Linked DNA regions of Arachis hypogaea: region 2 is linked to region 1. The links are chromatin contacts, called in public Hi-C maps. All regions are on one chromosome and are shown on one strand. The core of a region is the stretch at or near the end of the contact, and the rest is flanking DNA. Distances in the headings are between cores, read along the strand shown. Region 1 holds the start of LOC112780138 (probable alkaline/neutral invertase D). Region 2 has its middle 7.9 kb from the start of LOC112777218.

Region 1 (5,203 bases), core at 1,099-3,598:
CACATCGCAGTGCCATGAAGAAAAGTGCTTGAATCTCTATAGGATACCCATAAATGCCCTGAAAAGGTTGGAGAAATAATTAATAAACATGGAGGTTCTTCAAAAATAAAAATCACCAGAACATATAAGTGAATGCTTGTTCCCAAGGACTTGGAAATTACATACAATAACTAATAAAGGAATAAGGGCAAAACCTGAAACAAAAATAAAATTGCATTTGCAAATTGGAACACCTGGAACTATAAAATAGCCAAGGTCCAACTTTGTAATATATAATGGAATGTAACAAGCCAACAAGCAACCATTCTCATTGTCATATAACATAAGCAACAACACTGCAAACTATGTCATACCATTCTTCGATCAATCATGCAACATCCATCAGCACAAAGCAGAGTTGGAAAGGTATCAAAACCCTCAGACAGGCATAGAGTCAATATTAGCTTCATTCCCTTTTGACAATCCGGTGATTCAGCCAGAGATAAATCCCCAGTAGACTTTGTGTATGCACGAAGCAAGATAATCCACCAGAATCCAGAGTCAACAGGAGCAACTCTACCAATTGCACTTTCACCAAAATCTGCAATAAGAGTATCTGTTTTCCTAACAGGATCATGAAGGACTTTGAAACTAGCTGGCATTACACCTTCACCAAGCTTAAATCGATCTACTCTTTTTTCCCAACCCTGAAGATGCAAGGTCTTCAGCAAAAAGTTCTTAACAATATCTGGTTCACCATTCATCAGAAAGGCTAAAGCACTTGGCACAAAATCTCGAACAAAGACCTATGCAAGAAAAATGTATCAATTAAGTTTCCATAGCTAAAATGAGTCACATTTTTCAAAACCTCAATAATCACACTAAAAAATAGTAACAAGAAATCCAGACTTGGAATTCACCTGATCATAGTTCAGAACCTCCTCCGCTTGATGATCAACAGCTGCAATTGTGCCAACAGGTTGCCCTCTGAAATGGACTAGAGATTTCCGGAGGGATTCCCAGGCATCAGCAACCATAGGATGAGGCTCAAATGAATTCCGTGTTGAAGAGGCTGGCGTGTCAAAACCAGATCTTACCCCAGGCGAGTAAGTGTCATAGTTATCCATGCCCCCTCTCGCCAAACCGATAGACAGCTCACTAAGCGACCTCTCATCGAATGATCTCTGCCTTTCAATATTCAACCTTGGCTTGTCAAGGAGACGTGAGAGATCAAAATCATCTATCTCAGAGATGGAGGCATGAGAGCCAATTTTCTTTAGTCCAATATGCCCGTCCATTTTCTCTACTTCCCCAACAATAGCCAAATGATATTATACAGAAATAGAAATTATCTACAACCAAACAAGAATGTTGAGAAAACGAAAAGCTGTCAAACACAAATCCAGGACAACCACATTACTTATATCACCCAAATGAGTATAAAATAAACAATAAACAACATCAGAAACGTAAAGCACACTCAGAAGTCAAAATCAACACGATCCAAATGATTAAAATAACATTTCAAAGATAACTCTTCTTAACACTAAAGCTCCACGAATGCGAGTAAAATCTAAAGAAAAACCAAACAATTCCTCAACACGCTGTTAGCATAACCAAAAAAAAAAGGAAGCAAAATCTTTCAACTCTCATCAAACATCAACAAATTCACACAACTTAAAACAAAAACTAAACCACAAAATGAAGCAACAAACGAGAAAAACAAGTAACAGATCCAGATGCAAGAGCTAAAAGCCAAAAGAAAAGTGGAAAGAAGAATGAAACATCATCTCACGACTCGAACACCGAACTACGGCGAAACAAGGAATGTCTCTAAATGGAGATTCGAATTCTGAAGGATCGCAATTCATCGATAAGCAGGAAAAATGAACCAAAAACACAGATCTGAGGTTAACCAGCGGGAAAAAGAAAAGCGAATCGCGTTGTTCGAACCTGAGGGAGGAGCGAGGTGTGGCGGCTGTGGAGCGAGATTTTCCGGTGGCAATAACGGTGATTGTCCGGCGAGTTCGCCGGGAAATGGTTGCCGGAGAGCTAGAAGAAGAGAGTGAAGAGAAACAGAGAGGGGAAAAAATTTAACGTGAGCTCGAAAGCTCGTATTTATAACGCGGAGGAGCAACTTAGAGAGAGAAAGTAGTGAGAAATAGTTGAAGAGAGATAAAGCGTAGTAGCCAATCGGAGACCGTTTCACCCAGTTTCGTTTCTTTTCTAACAATTTCGTTTTCGGGAAATGGGGAGTACCGGTATTAGCCGGTTGCGGCAAGGAATCATCCACGTCAGCAAAACGACACCGTTTTGCTCTTCTGTTCTTTTCCGACTCGTGCGTTTCTTCGTTTCTGATTTGGTAGCGAGGAGCATGTGTGTTTGTGTCTGCGTGTATTTATAATTTTGAAAGGGATATTATTATTTTTTTAATTTTTTATGGAAATTAATTAATTAATTAATTGATTCATTAATTTGGGTTGGTGGCTGGATTTCTTAAATTGATCTGATTCTATGTGCCACGCCCCACGGTACGACAGCTACATTTCAACTTGTAATTTTCCTCCTTCTATATTCTAAAATAAAAAATGTGATATAAAAAATGAAGGAAATTGACTTCTCTTTGTGTACAGAGGATGAAAGAAAATTGACTTTTGAGTTTTGAGTTTTGACAAAGCTTTTTAGATGTTTAAAGCATGAAATATGTACATTTTTGTGTGTGTTCTTTTTATAATTTATTTATTTTTACAATTCGAATATGATAGTTGAGTTTTAGAGATACGCATTTAGTGCATAATAAAAGGAAAAATTAAGGCCCCATTGACTAAACAGGGATGGATATGGAATGATATTTATTGTGTGTTACTTTAAATTTAACCGTAAATTTATTCAGATCCATTTGTCTTTGTTGTGTTACTAATAATTAATTATGCCGCATAAATATAAAAAATATCATTCTATTATGTCAAATTTGATTATTTTAATAGTTAATAATTTTATTACAAAATATATAAATATATTGTTGTGACTGATAATTGTATTTCAAGAATATTTTTTACTAGCGATATTATAGAAAATTACGTAAGCTACTATCCGAAAAAAAAAAGAAGAAGAATATCTATCTTAGTAATATTAAAAAAAATCAAAATTCATCTTATTTAATATTCATTAATTATTACTGAATATTAAATAAAATAAATTTTGACTTTTTTTACTAATTTATTTTAATTACTAAATATTTCGTCTTAATGACTTTGACTTCAAATGGTTACAACAAAAAAAAATCGTTAACAGTTAGTAGTATTGAATATGTACCAATATTAAATATTTTGCCCAAATCTTATTTACTGGTTAGTAATTACTAGTAGTATATTAGTATGAAATATGTAATGATATTAAATATCTTATCCAAATATCTACTGGTAGTAATTATTACTTTATTAGTAAATATCTTATATTACTTTATTAGTAAATATCTTATCCAAATATTTACGGGTATTAACTATTTTAGAAGACTTTCAAATTTGTCTAACTGTCTTATTATGATAAACTTATAATAGTAACATATATAATTATTCATATATATTTATATTCATAAGTTTAAGCTTTTAATTTTAAAATAAGTAACTTTATTACATATGGTATCAAAATTTGTATCACAAAAGTATATAGAATTTTATTATTATTAACAAAAAAGTTAATATAAAATAAATAAAAAATTATACAAAATTCACACAAATACAAAAAAGACTTTTACATAAATTAAACTTTTGGATAAATGATTTTTTGACATGTCTAATATATATACTTGTTACCAATTTTAGCAGTCCAAGCTCAATTTTCATATTGCTCCTAATAATACATTATTCTCTACTAGTCTCATGATGTTATGATTATTATATCCCTATCAAATAAATTTAGATCATAATATTCATTAATTGACATTAAAATATATTGATATTGCATATAAATAATAGAAAGTATTCTCCAACTATAATATTAGAAAGACAATATTATTTAAAATTAATTTATATAACATAATATTCATAATTTTATTTAAACAAATAACATCTGTAATTATATATTTATTATTTTTTAAATTACAAAAATATTTTAAAAATAATTAATAAATATTAAATAAGATAATTTTAAATTATTTAAGTTAATTTTTTATTATCTTCTAAATATTATTATTGTTTTCCAAATATGGTATAAACCGAGAATATGCCATGCCACGAAGAACACTGTGACACGTCCTTTATTATTCCATTGAGAATCCAAAAATTGTAGGAAAGTAAGAATATCAGTTAACAAGAAAAACAAATAAGCTTTGACGTGAGTAAAGAATCCTTGATCCTACTCTTACATTTATTAAATTATAATTTCTCAAATCAACCTTAGCTTTCTATGAATTCTCTTCTTATCTTATACATTTCCTTCGCTGAAAGAGAGGTTATTATTACTTATATATCGATCTACTTATCCAAATAGAGGAAATGATATGAAAAGACCAACGAACTTTTTATTCTCTTATTAGCTAGTAATAAGTCGGTATAAGAAAATTATCAGGGCGTGTGGTAACTACGTCAAGTCGTTTTTGTTTTTATTATTGTTGAAAAGAGCGTATTGAAAAAAAAAATCATTTTAATGTATTTACAATATAAAAAAAAAATTATACGTATATTTAATTATAAAATATTACATCAGTAAATTAAAGTTAATTATTTTTTATATTGACTACAATAATAATGATCATCCAAAAATTAGATATAATTAAGGTAAAAAAAATTGAGGTTTTACACGAAATTAAAAAAATAAATTAAATACTTAAAATATAAAATTATAACAAGATTTAAATAATAAAATTATCAGACCTAATACAAATTTTATAAAATTGATTGATTAATTTAAAATTATAATCTCAAAAAATTTTAAGATTTAAAATCAAGATTCTAACTACTATATATGAAATTGTATAACTGTTTAAAATATTTTATACTATCAATCTATTAAAATTAAATTTTTTAAAAATAACAATCATAATATATATTATCTGTTAAGGAGTGGAGTACGAGAAATACGTACTCTTTTAAATTGTTCTATTCAAATTTTTAACTTAACAGAATTTCTGCGCCGTCAAGGTTAACATTTTCTACACATACCACATTTTCATTCCTAACTCAGAGTCATTATACGACGCGGGTTCTCTCTTGGCATTACCTCC
Region 2 (5,203 bases), core at 1,399-3,898, 45 kb after region 1:
CGTCTCTGTCTCTCCACCAAACGCTACCTTAGTAATGACCTTGTAGATCACATTACAGAAACTCATAAGTCTAAAATCTTTCATCGATACCGACGACTCCACCTTGGGAATTAAGATCTGCTTGAGAAGGTCTGGAAGTTACCTTTATTTAACTTTTAAATTATAAAAATTTACGTATTATTATTTGGTATAATTTTCCTTAAAAATTATCTAAAATATTTATGAAAAAATAAAAAAAGAAGTGATTTTTCTTATTCGAAAAGTTATCTATCACTGCAATTTTAAAATAAATAATTCTATAACTAAAAAAATAAAATATAAAATAATTTGTTTATAATATATTTTTAATATAAATTCTTATATTTAAATTTTTTTTTCAAAAGATATTAATTAAATTATTTATTCAAACTGCCCCATAAACGTGCGATTTTTTTTCATTATTATTCAACTCGGAAGAGTAAAAAATGTGAATTTTAGGCTCAGTTTGGGTAACTAACTTAATTAAGTTCCTTTTGATAAAATAACTTAAACAATAAATGACTCTGTTAAAAGTAACGTATAAATAAGTTATTTTGTGTTTGGATTTTTAACTCTAAAAGTGCTTATTTTAAAGAAATGTAATGAAAAGTAGAAGTATTATGAGAGAAGTCATTTTTTTTTAACTTCTCTATAAGCTCCAAAATAGCTTCTTAGAAAGTTGCAATTTGGTTTTAAAAATTGCACCCGACATTAATACTACTACTTTTCATAAGTCAAAAGTTAAAAAAAGCTATTTCTAGAATTTTCCAAACGCGCCCTTAGTTGATTTGGATATTGGAAGTAAGTCCTTTATTAATTAATTACTATATAATCAAATAGTTAAAAGTTATTAGTAAGTTATTAGTCTATCCACAAATCCAAAACATATAACTATATAAGAAGGTTTACTTATCATTGATGCAATGCCTATAAGAAGTTAGTTTAATTAACGGTCAAAATATATATTGGTTTGGTTGTTTTTCTAATACAAGTATCTACTCTTTTTTTTTTTTGGGTGAATAGCTATCTATTTTAAATAACTTTAATAAATATCTTTAGCAAATCCTTTAATTATATCTTTTTAGGTTTGTTTGAAACAAAAAGTTACGAAGGATTTGAATTCAATGATAACTTTGACAATATTAAGAATCAAATAAACAAGGTGAAAATTTAGGTAAAGTTGACTTCATGTAAAGTTAATACTACAGAACTGTTAGATAAAAATTTAGTCAAATCAATCAAATTATCTAACGGCTCTCAGGTATCAACTTCACGTGAACTCAACTGTATCTAAGTTTCCACCAATAAACAAAAGTTTTTCGGTTGATTCGTCAAAAAAGTTAGTTGGAAAATTATTTAAAAAAGAATACACGGTTTGTAGTAGGAACGTTATTCTTGGTATAAAACCTATTTACGTCGCTATACAAATTTAAAATAAATTTATTTGTGCATATTATTTCACAGTACATAAAAACGATGAAAATTATTTTAAAAAAATACCTGAATTATAATCTAATGATTTATTTTGTTATTCTCTTTTTGTTAGTGCGATAAAATACTTAAATATTTTTACCCAAAATATTATATAAAATCTTATTAATTTCTTCAATAATAAATGCATAACATGAGTTGTTTATCCAAACTTTGCAATTGGGGGGAATATAAATCCAACCATGTTTGCTGGAAACGTGTAGGTATGTCTCATCTCTGAGTTCCCACTTTTAAGGAAGACCCAAATATTCACATTACAATGACGGTGTAAATATTTTCAAAGAAGATCAAACAAAAACAAAAATTTAGTTATTTCTAACATCTGTCAAAATATATTTTTAGACCTTCTAAATATTTATAGATCATTTATTAAAGGATTTTGCTCTTCTGTGGCATTAAGTTAAGCATATTATTAAAAAAATATTTTAATATTATTTATTACTAAATATTTTTTTTATAGTATATTTAACCTATATTCTTAGAACACACGATAGCAAAATCTTTTATTAAAATAGTCTTACACTAACAATGAAAATTAAATTTGCATTATGAGATACGGGCGATTTATTTATTAGTAAATGATTCGGTCATTTTTTTACATAATTATAATTATAAATATTATGTTAATTGAAAACTATTTTAACTAACATGTATCCTTAAACATACATGCTAATGTTATTAATTAAATTTTTTTTATAAAAATATATAAAATTTAATTTTTTAATATATTTATTAAAGTAAAAATTTTACTTAATATATATTTTAAAATACAAGATAACAAAGCCTATTAGAAAATTGAAAGAAAAACATGATATTATATTTATAATTTTGGGGAATGGAAGATACACAGTCAGCAATGAGTTGGATAATGTAAATCTTATCCTTGAGAACCTAATTCCTGCTACCAAGTAAAGTATATGTCTCCACATTCTTCAACACATTAAAGAAGAATGAAGCGTTCAAGAAAGTGCAAAATCAGATCTTGGGAAAAAGTTAAGCAGGCTTTACTCCTAAGAAAAAGTGGACTTTTGAAAAATGAAAACCATAATATATAACTTAAGGTCTTTGCTGGCTACCCCTTTTACCCCAACTTGGTGTATACCTCTATTGAATGGAATGGGTCAACAAAGGTGACCCCATTTTTTGAATATCTTGATATTGCTTGAGTAATGCTCACATCACTCATTGTTTTGCATCTTCTTGTCATGACTCATCAGCAACTACTATTCCTTTTTGCATGTGAACCATGATGTATCCTCCTACCACACTTGAAGGGGCCTCTAATTTTATATTTAAATTTAGACATTATATTTTTATACCATTAATTTCTTATTGTGGGACTCATAAACTCAATTCTCATACAAGATTAGATATAAGATTGGTTTTGTTCGTCTGCTCGGGTTCTTCACCGATCAGGTTGAAGTGGTGTCTGAACAGATGCGAAGGGGGGTCGGGACCTGAGCACGAGTTGAAGGGTGAAATCTGCTTACAACGTTGGTTGGACGGCGGGTGAGGCCTCTTGTAAGGACATTCTGATGCCAAAGTCAGTATTCGTAATAGGAGAGGACTAATTAAAGTTAAAAAGGTGATTTAGTTTTGAGATGAGTAAGTTATCTCCTTTTTATACTGTGTACTTAGGTGGGCCCTTTGTGAACAGACCTACTTGTTTGGAAGTTTCGGCCAGCTGTCTAGATTCCTGGGAAAAAGGAGGTGTCTCCTTTTGGTTCGAATCGGTGGCTCGCGTCCGAACCTTGGTTCTTAGCAGGTTGGACCGGAACAGATTTAGTCGTAACTCAATTACTAATGTGCTATATTTTTTCAAAATTTATTATTAAAATAACATTTTTTAAAATTAATTATCTAACTACCCCACTTTTGTTAAGTTGATAATTAATTTGTCAGTTTATTTTTAATTAGAATTAATTATCATAATATAAAAAAGATGACATTTAAGCGTTAAGTTTTGGATTTAACCGTTGAATTTTTAATATAATTGTACATTTGTAGAACTTATTAAACTTAAACATATGGATAAACTAGTATAACTCTTTGGGTGTGTTTGTGAAACACGTTGAAGAGGATAAAAGTGCGTTTCAATGCTTTGAACGCTGTTCTTTGATGTTTGGCAACTTTTCTTCTCTCAACGCCAACGTGATTCTGCATCCCAAAAGCTCGTTCACTAGAAGCAATAAATTATAGCTTCTGCGTTTACTCAACGCACGTTTAGGTTGTTGCTAGTTATTATTGGTTTTTCCATAATTTTTTTTATATAAATACTGATAATATTAAAACAATTATTTTAATTTTTCATAATATATATTATTGTTCCTATTAAAAATGATAAATTAAATAAAAAATTAATTATAAATAATAATAAAAATATAACTTGTAAAAAATTAGAACCTAAAATAATAATAAAAATAAGATTATTAAGAGTACTTAAAAAGAGTACTAAAATATATTATTTTATATATTATTTTTAATTTAATAAATAAATATTAATTTTTATTATAAAAAAATACTTAAAAAGTTGTTAATTTTTATATGTTATTTTTAATTTTATAAATAAATATTAATTTTTATTATAAGAATAAAAAATTATAATATATTAAAATAGAGTATTATAAAAAATATTATATAAAAAATAATAAAAAATATATAAAAATTAAATATATTTAAAAAATAATATTATAATTTAATATTATATTTTTTTAGTAATTAATTAATTATTTATCTAGAAGTGATTTTAATTAATATTATCCAAATAATATTTATTTTATCAAAATCAATTTTAGTAAAAATTGCCAAACATAAATTATATTAGCACAAACTCACTTCTAACCAAAATCAATTCTACAAAATCACTTCCAATCAAACTCCAATTTGACCAACGTGAATCCAAACACACACTTTGTCAACTAAGATTCATGCTTATCTATTAGTTTGTAGTTACTATATAATAATATTATTATTATTTCTCTGGTTGGAGTAGGTAGAATTTTTTTAGCTTCAGATAGAGTAGGGTCTGATTGTGTATGTTGCAAGGTTCTATTTTCTATGTGCCCTTTCTTTATTTTCCATCTAAGGTATTTTCTCCAGCTAAAGTGGCCTGCCATAAAAAGACCATTGACCAAATTTTGGCACATACCCTGGTCGTTCAACACCCTTCTTTTTTCTTTTCATCTGGGAATGTACCCTCATAATTTTTTTTAATGGAAGATGTAAAATGTAATTTTTAATTTTTTTATTTTTTTATATTTTTTTATTTTATTTATAAAATATATAATAAAAGATCTCACTTTATCCGTTCGAGTGAAAAAAAAATCCAATCCCCCAAAACTAAGACACTTTTTTACCTTCAATGATGGATATAAAATCAATTTTATTCTGACAAAAAAAGATTAGCTACTTTGTCTTGGGTCTCAAGTCTCAACCTCGAGTTATTTTCTAAATTAGTAAATTCTAAACATAAAAAATAATAACTCTGCACAGATAATATATTAGAGATACTCATACACCTTCCTTGATAATTTAAAGATGAGAAGTGCAACGGAAACGAGAGTTTTTGTAATTTATAACCATCAATTAGTTATCATTAGTATTTTTGATAGTATATAATTATATCTAATGATATAAGATTACACACTTTTTTTTTGTTAATTAAATACTACCTAATTTTTAATAAAAATGCTGA

Evidence for each region. A called contact is a pair of places that touch in the nucleus more often than the background predicts.
Region 2: a Hi-C map of an unstated tissue shows a contact between it and region 1, with 2.9 times the contacts expected there. The contact joins the enhancer-like site here to the promoter of LOC112780138 in region 1. A contact is called at or near these places in 2 of 8 Hi-C or Micro-C datasets (leaf and an unstated tissue).

What each region holds. Positions count from the first base shown.
Region 1 is chr19:148,402,397-148,407,599 of arahy.Tifrunner.gnm2.J5K5, forward strand. LOC112780138 (probable alkaline/neutral invertase D) reads right to left here and starts at 2,349. Exons shown (of 5, transcript XM_025824478.3): 1 at 1,933-2,349; 2 at 900-1,366; 3 at 354-785; 4 at 1-58. The coding sequence starts at 1,277.
Region 2 is chr19:148,447,018-148,452,220 of arahy.Tifrunner.gnm2.J5K5, forward strand. No RefSeq gene overlaps it. Among protein-coding and RNA genes, the nearest start is that of LOC112777218, 7.9 kb to the right of the region's middle. Within about 2 kb of position 2,649, at least 2 of the 3 cell types and tissues checked have open chromatin away from gene starts, as enhancers often do.